Linked DNA regions of Mus musculus: all the other regions are linked to region 3. The links are chromatin contacts, called in public Hi-C and HiChIP or PLAC-seq maps. All regions are on one chromosome and are shown on one strand. Each heading gives the region's core, a stretch centred on a gene start, on an enhancer-like site or on the middle of the called end of the contact. The rest is flanking DNA. Distances are from core to core; before and after follow the strand shown.

Region 1 (2,986 bases), core at 151-2,650, 430 kb before region 3:
CGGGCACCAATAGATTTACACTAGAAGATACTATCAAGTAGTACTTATGTGGACACATTTTAAAACATTTCTGAGTTCAGATTTATTATCCCTAAAATATGGAAAATAATTCTCAACAAGAACTTGCAACACTGTTGCGAGTCTTAAATAAAATATGTCCAGAAGTAACTTGCAAACTACAGAGCATTATGCATATGTGAGACTTCAAATGTTGTTTAGCATGGCACTCAACGGTGAGATGATCATTTACAAACAACAGTGGATACATTGAATGTGGGCCCTACGGTGATAACCTGATGAGATTTCAGTGAAATGATGAGGTAAGAGACATAATGGAGATGGGTTCACATAGGGTCTTTTGAGTCATTGTATTAAGAAACATTGATGTTTGCAAAGAATAAATAAATGTAATATTGTTGAATGCAGGGTTAGCATAAGATATACTTTAAGATGATGTGTTAGGCTGCTAAGCCTAGGGCAGATTATAGTAGGGTGAAGAGAAGATGGGGAAATGAGTGGAGTTTTCCTGTCATATGGGTGACAGGAGGGGATAGTTAGGTTGGAATGGTGATGGTAGGGCTGATGAGAGAGAACACACAATGGACTTACCTGACAAATAGGATGTGGGCTATGATGGAAGGAGGGAACCATACTAGAATCGTAGTGTGGCCTTTGCACAGCAAAGCCAGATTGCTATCCTATGTGGTGTGGAGGCTGCGAGGGGTACAGGTTTGATAGGGAGGAGGAAGAGGACAGTTTTGGATATGTGAAGTTTGAGGGGTGGATTGGGTATCCAAGTAGATAACTAGTAGTGAGCTGGCTGTCATACTCTAGAGCTTGGGAGATAGGGCTGGACAAGAGACTGAAGTGTTACTGATATGAGACAAATGCATGCAAACAACTTCAGTCCAGGTGGCAAGGAGGTTTTCCCAAGCTTGCTTATTTATTTATTTATTTATTTATTTATTTATTTATTTATTTATTTATTTAACTATTTAACTATTTAACTATTTAACTATATATATATAAAGGAAGTGTGTGTGTTTATGCCCCAGCATGCTTATGAATAGATGTCAGAGGGCAATTTCTAAGACTCATTTTTCTGTTCCTATCATGAAGGGTCAGGGAACAAAGGCTCAGCCTTTACTCACAGAGTCATCTTGCCAACCCTATTTTATCTTACTTTCATGTAAGTCCAGGAACTAGAGGTTTCTAACTGCTTTCCCTCTCTTTCTCCCTTATTTGTCCTACAAAGGACTATCCATGTATATCATAGCTTCTTGGGCTTTTCTATTTCATTTTGTCACTTCTATTCTGTTTCTCAAGTAGTTACTGACACACTGTGTTGAGATTTTGGTCTAAGCTACAAAGAAAGCCATGGTGATGTCAGTTGTAGGAAACGAGAAACTGGTATACCGACCACTGAAAACCAGAGATGAGATTGTTGCACATCTGCCCAAAGACTTAAGTGTGACTCAGAAGTTCTGCTATCATCAAAGCTCCTGTCCTAAGTGTAAGCTAATATGGTCTGTGCCTTTGTGGGACCAAACATTTGTGGTTCTTAGAAAGCATACCGGGAGGACCAGGCAAGTTGCTTTTTTTTTCCTTTCAGAAAGTAAATATTTTAGTGGAGAAAAGTCACTGTTTATCTCTGAGAAGCCTTAAGGCTTATTCAGGAAAAATGAGAGTTGATAGAGAGTTGCTTAGAAAAAACAATGACTCCTATTTAGTTACTTTGCATCAGATTAAATGTTACATCATCTCTAAGTCATCATTGATTTCCAAAAGAATGAACAGCAAATCCATGGTGCTCAGGAGGTATAAACAAGATTTATTACCGAGATAGTGTACTTCACTTGCAAAAAGCTATCAGGAAATAAAAAGCCACCCAGGCCAGGAATGACCTTGAGAAGATTCTCTGGGGAGTTCTTTCTATGTGTGAACTTATTTGGTACAAATGAGAATGTAAGGTATTTCTGTGTAGATTCCTCTTCTCCTTTGACAAAAGAGCTAAGGGACTTCAGTATTTCTAGGCACTTGTCTACAGCATCATTTGGGAATCTCTTAGCGATGTTTTGGCTGTCTTACACTGGTATGACTGTAGCTGGTTCCTTTCGTCATCTTTTAGCACACAGGGCCAGATGCTCCTGGAGTCACACCATGAGTTTGAAGCCCTCAGGCATCTTTTAGTTGAGTTTTTATTTCAGGGATTGGACATCTGAGGCATTTGGGGGGGGGGGGGTTAAAGGGATTACCAGTCAAATGCACAAAAGCTATAGATCAAGAATCAAAAGCAATAATCTAGACTGTATGCCCAGTGCTCTTTTACTTCATCTCTGAATTACAGGTATGTTCAAAGCAGGGTAACAGACTTGATAGGGGCATTGGGGGAGGACATGATAACAGAGATCTCCAGCGTTGTTTTAGAACTTTCAGTTTTACTTCATACCCTGAGACCCCAAATTTTCACAGATGAGTGAGGTTACAGGGTGGAGTATGTGGAGGAAGCAGGTTTGGGAAAGGAACTTTTGAGCTCAAGTTTGCAAAACCCACAGTTGTACAACAGCTCAGTGCTAGCCAACACCCTAGGGTGTGCAAAAAGCTAAGAGAGTGTACAGCCACCTGGGTCTTAATTCTGCTTTCACAACGTATCTGCAGGGCCCCACCAACGCTCACCACTGCACTTCATAATGCCTTGGACATTTTGACTTTCTGAATAGTCAGGGCTGGTCTTCCATTTGAGTCTACCAAGCGAGAGGATTCCCTGAGACACTTTGCAAGCCTCCCTGCTGTGAAAGAAGAGGACTATGTTTGGAAGGCTTCAGACTACACTCAACAGTGAGTGATGGGCAGAGGTGGCTGTGTGCTTTGTCCCATTATGTAAAGAAGACACAACCTTTCAGTTATCTTCCACAGTTTCACAGCTGTGACTTACTGAAGACCAAATCTGGCCATGCTACTCTATGCCTAACATCTTCAGGATCAA
Region 2 (2,722 bases), core at 92-2,591, 470 kb before region 3:
AGACTTATGAGGAGCACTTAGCTCTTCAGCTCCAGTCACTCTTAATGTCTACCTAGACCTATGTCTAAAACTAATGGTAGAAAAAAAGAGCAGCATGCAATTTGGCTTAACTGGGAAATCATTAGAGCTCCTCTGATAGAGAAAGCAAGTGGGGAAGTCAGAGCTGACCTCTGTGGGGTTCTGTTTAGGGGCCAAGGGTCCAGGGAGTGCTTCACACAGGATAAACATATCTAAAGTTGCCCAACTTCCAGGAGGATCTAATTAGCAAACACTTTCAAAGGGATCAAGCTGACTTCTGAGACAAAGTCTGCCATACACAGCCAAGGTGGGCAAGTAAATATTTAAAGGGCATTTCTGTGTAGGTAGAGGGAAGAAAGAAAAAAGGCCAGGAAGAGATAGGTGCTAACTTTGGAGCACTGTTGTGTAATTGCCCTTGACTTATCCCCTTTCACTAGTCAAACAAGCTTCTGGGGAAATTAGCTTGCCAGACGCTCAACCAGCCTGTCTCCACAGCGAACCAAGATACGAACTCACTCTATTCTAGTGCCACAGTAAGCATCACAGTGGTTTAGGATATTACGCTTCTGCAAGAGCTGCGTCAGGGCCTGGACTGGGACACTGTTGATTGGCAAACTCCTGTTAATATGCAATTAGCTATTAGATTTGGTCTTTACCCTAGCTGTGATGTCATCATATGGACTGACTCTGCAGGGATGGCATTTCAGGCCACACTGGTGTCTGTCAGGTGCACCTCTACAGAAGGTCAGGCTCATATAAAGGCCTTTTCAAATTCTTCATGCATTTTCAGTTCTTGGGGCCAATTATCACTCAGCTCCCGCACCACCCTGTCTTGGTACAGCAATTAGCAGGACCTCCTGGGTCTCAAAAAACAGCTCTGGAAGAATGGAAGAGCATGTAGACAAATGGCCTATTACCAAATGTACCTCCACTGCTGATCCTCTGACTGACCTGGGACAGAAAGACTTTTGGCACTGAACTTAAAAACCTAGGGCCCATACTGGAATTTAAGTTCAGCTCCTGGAGAAAATTCTAATGTGAGAGCAGTGCAAAATTCATTATTACTATTGCTACTGCTGCTGCTGTTACTACTACTGCTACTGCTACTACTGTTATTATTATTGTTATTATTATTATTACTACTGTATTTTTGTTTGTTTTTAGAGGATGCATGCATGCATGTGTTTGTGCACTATGTGTGTCTGTGTATGAGCCAGAGAACAACTTAAAGGAGTCAGCTCTCTCTTTCTACTATATGGGCCCTGGAGACTGCACTTAGATCATAACATTTGGCAACAACCATATTTACCCACTGAGCCATTTTGGCAGCCTAGGAGTGAGCTTCTTAATTTGTCTCATTTGATGAGTCAGAGGATAGATGCAAGATACCAAAGGAGAAAAAAAAAACAACCCAGAAAACAAAATGCATGTTCTGGGTACCTGCTGTGTGCCAGGCAGAATGCTGTCGCTGTCATCTATTGATTATCTCATTTACCATCACAGCAAGCTTGGAAACCAGGCACTATTAGCACTTTACATAGAAAAACAAGACTTGGGGACATTTGCTAGGCTCAGACACATAAGGCAAGTGCTCTACCATGGAGCTACATCTTCAGCCCAAGTTTTACTTTTAGTTTGAAGTGGAAATCCTAAAGATCATCAGGCTGGCCTTGTACATCGTGCCCCTAACTATCCTTGGATTTTTGAAAAAAAAATTAAATCATGTTCATGTATCTGTCTGTGTATGGGCATCTATACATGAGTGCAGGTACCTATGGGGGTCAGAAGAGGACACTAGATGTCCTGAAGCTGGAGTTGAAAGTGCTTGTGGAGGGCTTCATGTGAATACAGAGAACCAGATTCAAATCTTCCACAAGGGCACCAAGAGCTCTTAACTACTAAACCATCTCTTTTTGTCCCTAGCCTTGGCTTTCTGATTCTTCTGTTTGAGTCTCCCAAGTGGCAGTGACTACAAGCTGGGAGCAGCAAGGTAGAAGCTACCTCTACGTGTCACAGGTGTCAGTGGCTGTCCTCATTGAGAATGACAGATTTAGCCAATGCCTAAAATGTAACCCACTCAATATGTTCTTCTAGCTGGACTTCCTTGTCTGACCTCAGTGGGAGAGGAAGCACCTAGCCTCACTTGAAATGCCAAGGTTGGGGGTTACCTGCTCAGGTCTCCTACCTGCCCAGAGGAGAAGGGGAGAGCAGATGGGAGAAGGACTATGGAAGAGGTAACTGGGAGGGGTCACTGATTGGGCTGTAAAGTGACTAAGCAAAAGAGAAAATTTAAATTAAATGTGACCCATTCAAGCCTGCCAACTTATTTCTACAATTTGTGAGCATGTGATATTCTTGTGCTCTGTGCTTTATTTTTTTAAATTGACTTGGATCTTATACATTATAAGCAAATACCCTACCTCTGAGTTACTCCAATAGGCTTTTAAAATTTTTGTTTTGAGACATTGTCTTGACAAGTTGCTCAAGCTAGCCCCCAAACCACTATACAACCCTAAAAGTCCTTTAACTTCTGATCCTTCCTCAGTTTCTATATATACCTGGACATATAGGCATATACTACCCCATTCCTCACATTACTCTGCAATTGTGAAATGCCTGTGCCTCAAAATTAAGTGGTCAATCAGAACTATTCACAGTCAAATACTTGTTTTATAAGCATTCTATTGCTCTGGACTTCAGATAA
Region 3 (3,010 bases), core at 32-2,531:
TTCAAAGTTGGTGTTTTAAAGATATTTCCAGGATTATCCCATCACGGTTATTTGGATTGCTTTTGGCTGTTTTACAAATCCACAAAGGTGCTTGTGGTAGGAACTTTTCTCAAAGCTCTCACAATGAGAAATCGCTGGTACAGCCTCCATCCTCTACCCCATTGTGAGTATGGGAAGTTATTCAAAGGCTTTTAGGTTGGCTGTATGCCAAGAGAGGATGACTGTTACCTGTAATCAGATTCTTCAAGCTCATTTCAATCCCCCCTAAGGACCCTACAAATTGTCTTTCCAGGCAAATTTAGGAATGATTGTCTGGAGCCATTCTAAAAATCTTGCTAATTTACTGATCCACTCCTGTCCTGTTTAGTTTATTGTTTATTATTTTTATTAATAGCACTTAAATTCACCTTGAAACGCTGAAACTGAAGAATTTCCTTGCATCAGGTGAGTGAGTCTGTTGTTTTATCTGTGACAGATTGTCTTGGTTAATAATCAGAATGAGAAAATCCAGTACAGTGAATGGCACTATCCTTAGGCAGATGAGGAAGCCAGAGACTTAACCAGTAAGTAGTACTCCTCTATGGCTTCAGTTTCTACCCTGACTTTACTCAATTATGGACTATACCCTGGAAGTATAAATCAAACAAATATTTTCACCCACCCACTAAGTTTGTTTTTCTTAGACTGTCTTGTTACAGAAGGAGAAAAAACAAGCTTGCACAAGCTCCTAAACTTTTCTCAGAAACGTAAAGGTATCATTGGACGTAAAGACAATTTCCAATGAGCTTTTCAACCCTTTGATTATCATGAATCATTGACAAATTGAACAAAAAGAGCCAAGTGTGCTTTATATGTAAACAAAATATTGGAAGAGTGGATTATTACAGCTCTCTTAAAATAGAGTTTCCTGGAAGAGTTCTGTGGAACATATGTATATTTATCTCAACTCTCATTTGAAATCTGAACTCCCACATGATGTCAGTTTGCTTAGGTCATTTAAACTCTCAAGGCCTGTGCATGAGCATTTTTAGAGTGAGGGGCAGTTGAGGAGACCTCTGGTAAGTTCTGTGTTAGCTACAACATTCAGTGATTCTAGTCTTTTGGTATTAAAGACCATTTCTTTGGATTTTGTTTTTCTTTTACTGAAAGTTCCACCTTACCCTGCAAAGCTCCTCAGCCAGAATAGACTAGATTTAAATTTGTAGGCTTATAATATTTCAGAGTTCAAAGGCACTGTCAGGTCACAGAGCTCAACTCTATGGTGATACATAATACCTTCTCCAACACCTCCACCAAGTGGCCAAGCAGTCTGTATTCCACAGGTAGGAGCATGCCTGTTGGTACTCACCACATCCATTCTATGCCAAACAGCATTTGCTCTAAACCTCCCTATGACTTTGAGGTTCTTTCTCCAGTTTTTCCCAAAGCAGGTGTCTCTCTTGTTTCACAAGGACACCTAAATTCTACCTTTATGCTCAATTTACTGTTTTTTTTTTTTCTTTTTAAACAAAGCATTTCTTCAGTCATTTGAAAATGATCAATCCAAACCCTTAGCTCTAGAAAAGGTAACTCGGCTCTTTGGATCTTTGGAGCATCCTTGTTCTGAGAGTGTCCCTAGTTCTGATCACTGTCTTCGTAATTTGGCACAGATTACCAACTTCCATTTGACTGCCTCTCAGTAATCAGTTAAGTATCCAAGTAATTTGGGATGGCAAAATTTCAAAGCTGGCTTTCATCAAAAACAAAAGAATCTGATAGGAAACTGGTACAGAAGCTGACGAAAATATAGAACCGAAGCGATGCTAGGAACAGAACAGTCATTTCTGTTGGGTATCTTGAGCCCCAACTTCAGTGCATTGCCTTCAGTAATATACTAACTCTCCCCGCCTGTGATGTTTAAGTTACCTTTAGAAGATTGACATCTAAGGAATTTAAGGTTTTTTTTTTTCATGTTGAAAAGTAGTTAATCAATACCTCAAATGGAAGAAATATTTCAGACATACTGTATAAGAAATAAAGTTATGGAAGGACTGAAGGAGCTGAAGGGGACTGCAACCCTATAGGGGGAAAAAAACAGTATCAACTAACTGGTCTCTCCAGGGACCAAGCCAAGCAAAGAGTATACATGGGTAAGTCCATGGCTCCCACTACATATGTAGGAGAGGATTGCCTTATCTGGCATCAACAGGAGCAGAGATGCTTGGTCTTCTGGAGGCCTGTTGTACCATCGAAGGAGGGTGCTAAAGAGGTGAGGCAGGATTGGGTAGGTGGGTGGGAGAGTACCCTATTAGAGGCAAAGGAAAGTGAAGATGGAATGAGATGTTTACAGAGAGGAAACTGGGAATGAGCACGTTTGAAAAATAATAATAAGTAAGTAAACTAAAAAAACACTCTCTTTCTACAAATAAATGGAAAGCATTAAAAAATCTGGCTCCCTAATTACTTTTCAAGAGAAACTACTTTTGAAATTTCTTTAGAGAGCAGATTTCCAGACTGAGACTACTAGACAGAAATACCACCGAATGGCAGAGTGTTTTCATGTCCCTCTGTAGGAGTATAGATGAGTCTTCTGTGCTTTACTCTTTTTCCTATGGTAGTTCATCCAGCTGACAAGGGTCCTTAGAAAGTGTTTGTTTTAGGCTGATGTACAATGCATATTAGGTCTAGGAGTGCTTTATAAATGAGAAGTGTGGAGCATTGTTGGTTTCTAGATAAACTGATTTTTGCACATATCTTTTGATTTGGCTGAGTCTCAACTGCTTCTCTTCTTCGAGTATATTCTCAGAATAGTTATTATTTGAAACATCTATCCCATACCACATACCACAAAGCCACATACTCCAGGAATAACCACTGTTATATATGACATGTCTATGATTTTTGAAAGCATCAGGCTGTGAGGGGAAAGCTTTTCGCTCAGTATACTTGGCAATGTGGTCAGACTTCATCATTATTGCTCCTGAAGCAGTCCATTTAAGCAAAGAGAGAGTGATGAGCCCTGAGAGACTGT
Region 4 (2,747 bases), core at 192-2,691, 440 kb before region 3:
GAAATATTATTGTGATTTTTTTCCAGTCATTTGGAAATACATAAAAACCATGCTTAGATCTCTAGCCATATAAATTCAAATTGAATGCTAGATTTAGTTCATGAACCATGGCTGCCAGTCCTGACAGTAATGTATATAAATATATCAACATTATCCATGGTATTAGTAACCATTCTCCTTATCATAACAAAATATATGACATGAAAAATTCAAGGGAGGAAGAGCTTATTTCAGATTAAACTGTGAAGGGGGCCCAGTCCATCAGGGCGGGGAAGGCACGATGGTTGCAGACGAAGGCTGCTAGTCACACCAACAGCCTAATCAAGGAGCAGAGGGTACAGGAAATGGGGCTGGGCTAGAAAGCCTTAAGACAGGCATTCAGTAACCCAGTTCTAGCATGGGCCTACCTTCTAAAGGTTCCACAATCTTCTTAAGCATCATCACCTGTTGGAGAGCAAGGGCTCAACCACATGAGCCTATGGAGACATTTGAAGTTTCAAACAGACCATCAACCCAAGATGTGGCTTAGAAAATGGAGGCTGTTTGCAGTGATGGCTGACTAGGCCATCTTTTGATACATATGCAGCTAAAGACAAGAGCTCCCGGGTACTGGTTAGTTCATATTGTTGTTACACCTATAGGGTTGCAGATCCCTTTAGCTCCTTGGGTAATTTTTCTAGCTCCTCCATTAGGGGCCGTGTGACCCATCCACAGGACTGTGATCCTCCACTTCTGTGTTTGCTAGGCCCCGGCATAGTCTCACAAGAGAGAGCTATAACTGGGTCCTTTCAGCGAAATCTTGCTAGTGTATGCAATGGTGTCAGCATTTGGAAGCTGATTATGGGATGGATCCCTGCAAAGAGAGGCCCATTGGACTTGCAAACTTTATATGCCCCAGTACAGGGGAACGGCAGGGCCAAAAAGGGGGAGTGGGTGGGTAGGGGATTGGGGGGGTGGGTATGGGGGACCTTTGGGATAGCATTGAAAATGTAAATGAGGAAAATACCTAATAAAAAGAAAATGGAGGCTGAAGTGTGAGTCGAAAAATTCCTACCAGATTCCAGAAAAGGCTTTTTGCCTCGTGGGTATACAGCTGTGAATTGTTGAGCATTGTAGTGAGGCAGAGTACCGACACCAAGTCCCTTGCTTCCCTCAGAATTCTCTGTACTGATGAGTTTCTTGGGTGTGGGCTATTTTCAGAGCTCTCAGGATGACAAGGTAGAAAGATAGATGGAAAGAGGAACTGAGAGGAAGAGAGTGCCTTATTCAGAGAGTACTAGTTGTTATCTTGGGTTCTACGCCGAATCCTATGCAGGAATGAATCAAACTTTACCCTCAGGCATCTGAGCATGAAAAATGAAGCCGATGAGACACGGCACCATCCTCCCCCAAACTACTCAACCTTGTTAACCTTTCAGGGGGAAGATTCGGTGCTTTGAGGCAAAAAAAAAAAAAAAAAAAAAAGAGGTGTAAACCACTGTATGAATGAAATGAATAAACATGAGTACCAAGAAACAATTCTTAATTTGAAGCCATGCCCTTCCCATGGCCCAAGGGAAGCATCTATTACATATGTCTGTTGGCTCATTACTTTTAAGAATTCTGAATGTAGTAAGCTCATTTCCTTTTCACAGATTTTTTTTTTTTAAAAATTGGGAAAAAAGTGTTTGCTTGTTAAAAAAAAAATCTGTTTCTATTTCTTAAACCCCACTGTAACTCAAAAGCCATTGTGTAGCCAATGAATCTCAACAGACATGTTTGTCTCTCTTACTGCTTCCAGGCCATGTTCATAAGACAATCCATATTCATCTTTGGAAATTAACCTTTGACTGCCCTGCCTAGCATCCCTGGGAGGTCTAAACATCAGCCCAGTCGTTTCACAGGGCACACTTTCTCCAGCCTCTGAGGCTTCTTATATTCCAGTTATTATCTCTTTTCTCACTGTGGATTTAAGTCATTACAGGTTTTGGAAGTCAAGTCTCTTGTTCATAAGTTCTGTGTCTGAGCTATGCTGTTCTCCTAGAATTGATGTTTTCCATCCAAGATCAGCTTAATTCATGTGAAGACAAATTATGACAAAAGAGACAATTTAAAGAAGCTTTGTAGCAACCAGACCTCGAAATTTTTTCCTAGCTCCAGACTCATCAATTATTTTGAAGAGTGAGTACTATAGCAGGGGTTGGCAAGTCCAGTTGATTCTACAGAGTGTTGAGCATCTTCTATTTAGTACTAGTTGAAAATCCAACAATGGATTTTTTTCAATGAAGAGAAAAACTATGCCTGAACTCTGAACTCTCTAGGTAAGAAGCTCCAAGAAGGATGCCAACAAAAAGAGGGCTCCACAGAGAGCCCAGAGAAGGGAGAACTGGATCGAGCTCCTAAAGACTGCCTAGTGACACTTGGATCTTGAAAGTAAGAAAGAGTTGAAGATTCAGAAATTGTTGAAAAAGTAAGTGTGGGTGAGTTTGGTTGCCAGATTTTTCGGTAGAAAGGTAACAAGATGGAATGATGCTGGATTTGAGAGAGAACTGAGGAGAGGCATGCGGAAGCAAGGGAGCACTGAAAAATGAAAGTGGGGAACTCGGGAACAGATGGAGAGTAAGTATCCTGCAGAATCACAGATGCCAAATTGCACGTAGATGTGGAAAAAAAAAACAAAGAAAAAAATCTCTCCTGCTACAAATTGGGTGGGCAGAAGCCTGGCGATGTAGCCAAACTTGAATAAGAAGCTGGCAGTGTGCTTTCTG

Evidence for each region. A called contact is a pair of places that touch in the nucleus more often than the background predicts. HiChIP or PLAC-seq counts read pairs in DNA pulled down with a chosen protein or histone mark.
Region 1: a BATF HiChIP or PLAC-seq map of CD8 T cells shows a contact between it and region 3, with 11 read pairs. The contact joins two enhancer-like sites. A contact is called at or near these places in 2 of 15 datasets of contacts at CTCF or cohesin (CD8 T cells and pro-B cells), 1 of 484 Hi-C or Micro-C datasets (Th2 cells) and 1 of 115 datasets of contacts at active chromatin or transcription factors (CD8 T cells).
Region 2: a Hi-C map of the N1E-115 cell line shows a contact between it and region 3, with 5 times the contacts expected there. The contact joins two enhancer-like sites. A contact is called at or near these places in 4 of 39 promoter capture datasets (the 3T3-L1 cell line, 3T3-L1-derived adipocytes and liver), 1 of 15 datasets of contacts at CTCF or cohesin (the NIH/3T3 cell line), 18 of 484 Hi-C or Micro-C datasets (the AML12 cell line, B cells, the CH12 cell line and 8 more) and 4 of 115 datasets of contacts at active chromatin or transcription factors (CD8 T cells, the NIH/3T3 cell line, embryonic fibroblasts and 1 more).
Region 4: a contact with region 3 is called in a BATF HiChIP or PLAC-seq map of CD8 T cells, with 6 read pairs. The contact joins two enhancer-like sites. A contact is called at or near these places in 2 of 39 promoter capture datasets (both in liver), 1 of 15 datasets of contacts at CTCF or cohesin (the NIH/3T3 cell line), 3 of 484 Hi-C or Micro-C datasets (B cells and liver) and 1 of 115 datasets of contacts at active chromatin or transcription factors (CD8 T cells).

What each region holds. Positions count from the first base shown.
Region 1 is chr15:62,373,366-62,376,351 of GRCm38.p6, forward strand. No RefSeq gene overlaps it. Among named protein-coding and RNA genes, the nearest start is that of Gm41333, 290 kb to the right of the region's middle. Within about 2 kb of position 1,401, at least 6 of the 459 cell types and tissues checked have an H3K27ac peak or open chromatin away from gene starts, as enhancers often do. A contact at or near this core is called in CD8 T cells, where this site is marked.
Region 2 is chr15:62,336,445-62,339,166 of GRCm38.p6, forward strand. No RefSeq gene overlaps it. Among named protein-coding and RNA genes, the nearest start is that of Pvt1, 300 kb to the left of the region's middle. Within about 2 kb of position 1,342, at least 5 of the 459 cell types and tissues checked have an H3K27ac peak or open chromatin away from gene starts, as enhancers often do. A contact at or near this core is called in the N1E-115 cell line, where this site is marked.
Region 3 is chr15:62,801,685-62,804,694 of GRCm38.p6, forward strand. No RefSeq gene overlaps it. Among named protein-coding and RNA genes, the nearest start is that of Gm22521, 10 kb to the left of the region's middle. Within about 2 kb of position 1,282, at least 12 of the 459 cell types and tissues checked have an H3K27ac peak or open chromatin away from gene starts, as enhancers often do. A contact at or near this core is called in CD8 T cells and the N1E-115 cell line, where this site is marked.
Region 4 is chr15:62,357,285-62,360,031 of GRCm38.p6, forward strand. No RefSeq gene overlaps it. Among named protein-coding and RNA genes, the nearest start is that of Gm41333, 310 kb to the right of the region's middle. Within about 2 kb of position 1,442, at least 11 of the 459 cell types and tissues checked have an H3K27ac peak or open chromatin away from gene starts, as enhancers often do. A contact at or near this core is called in CD8 T cells, where this site is marked.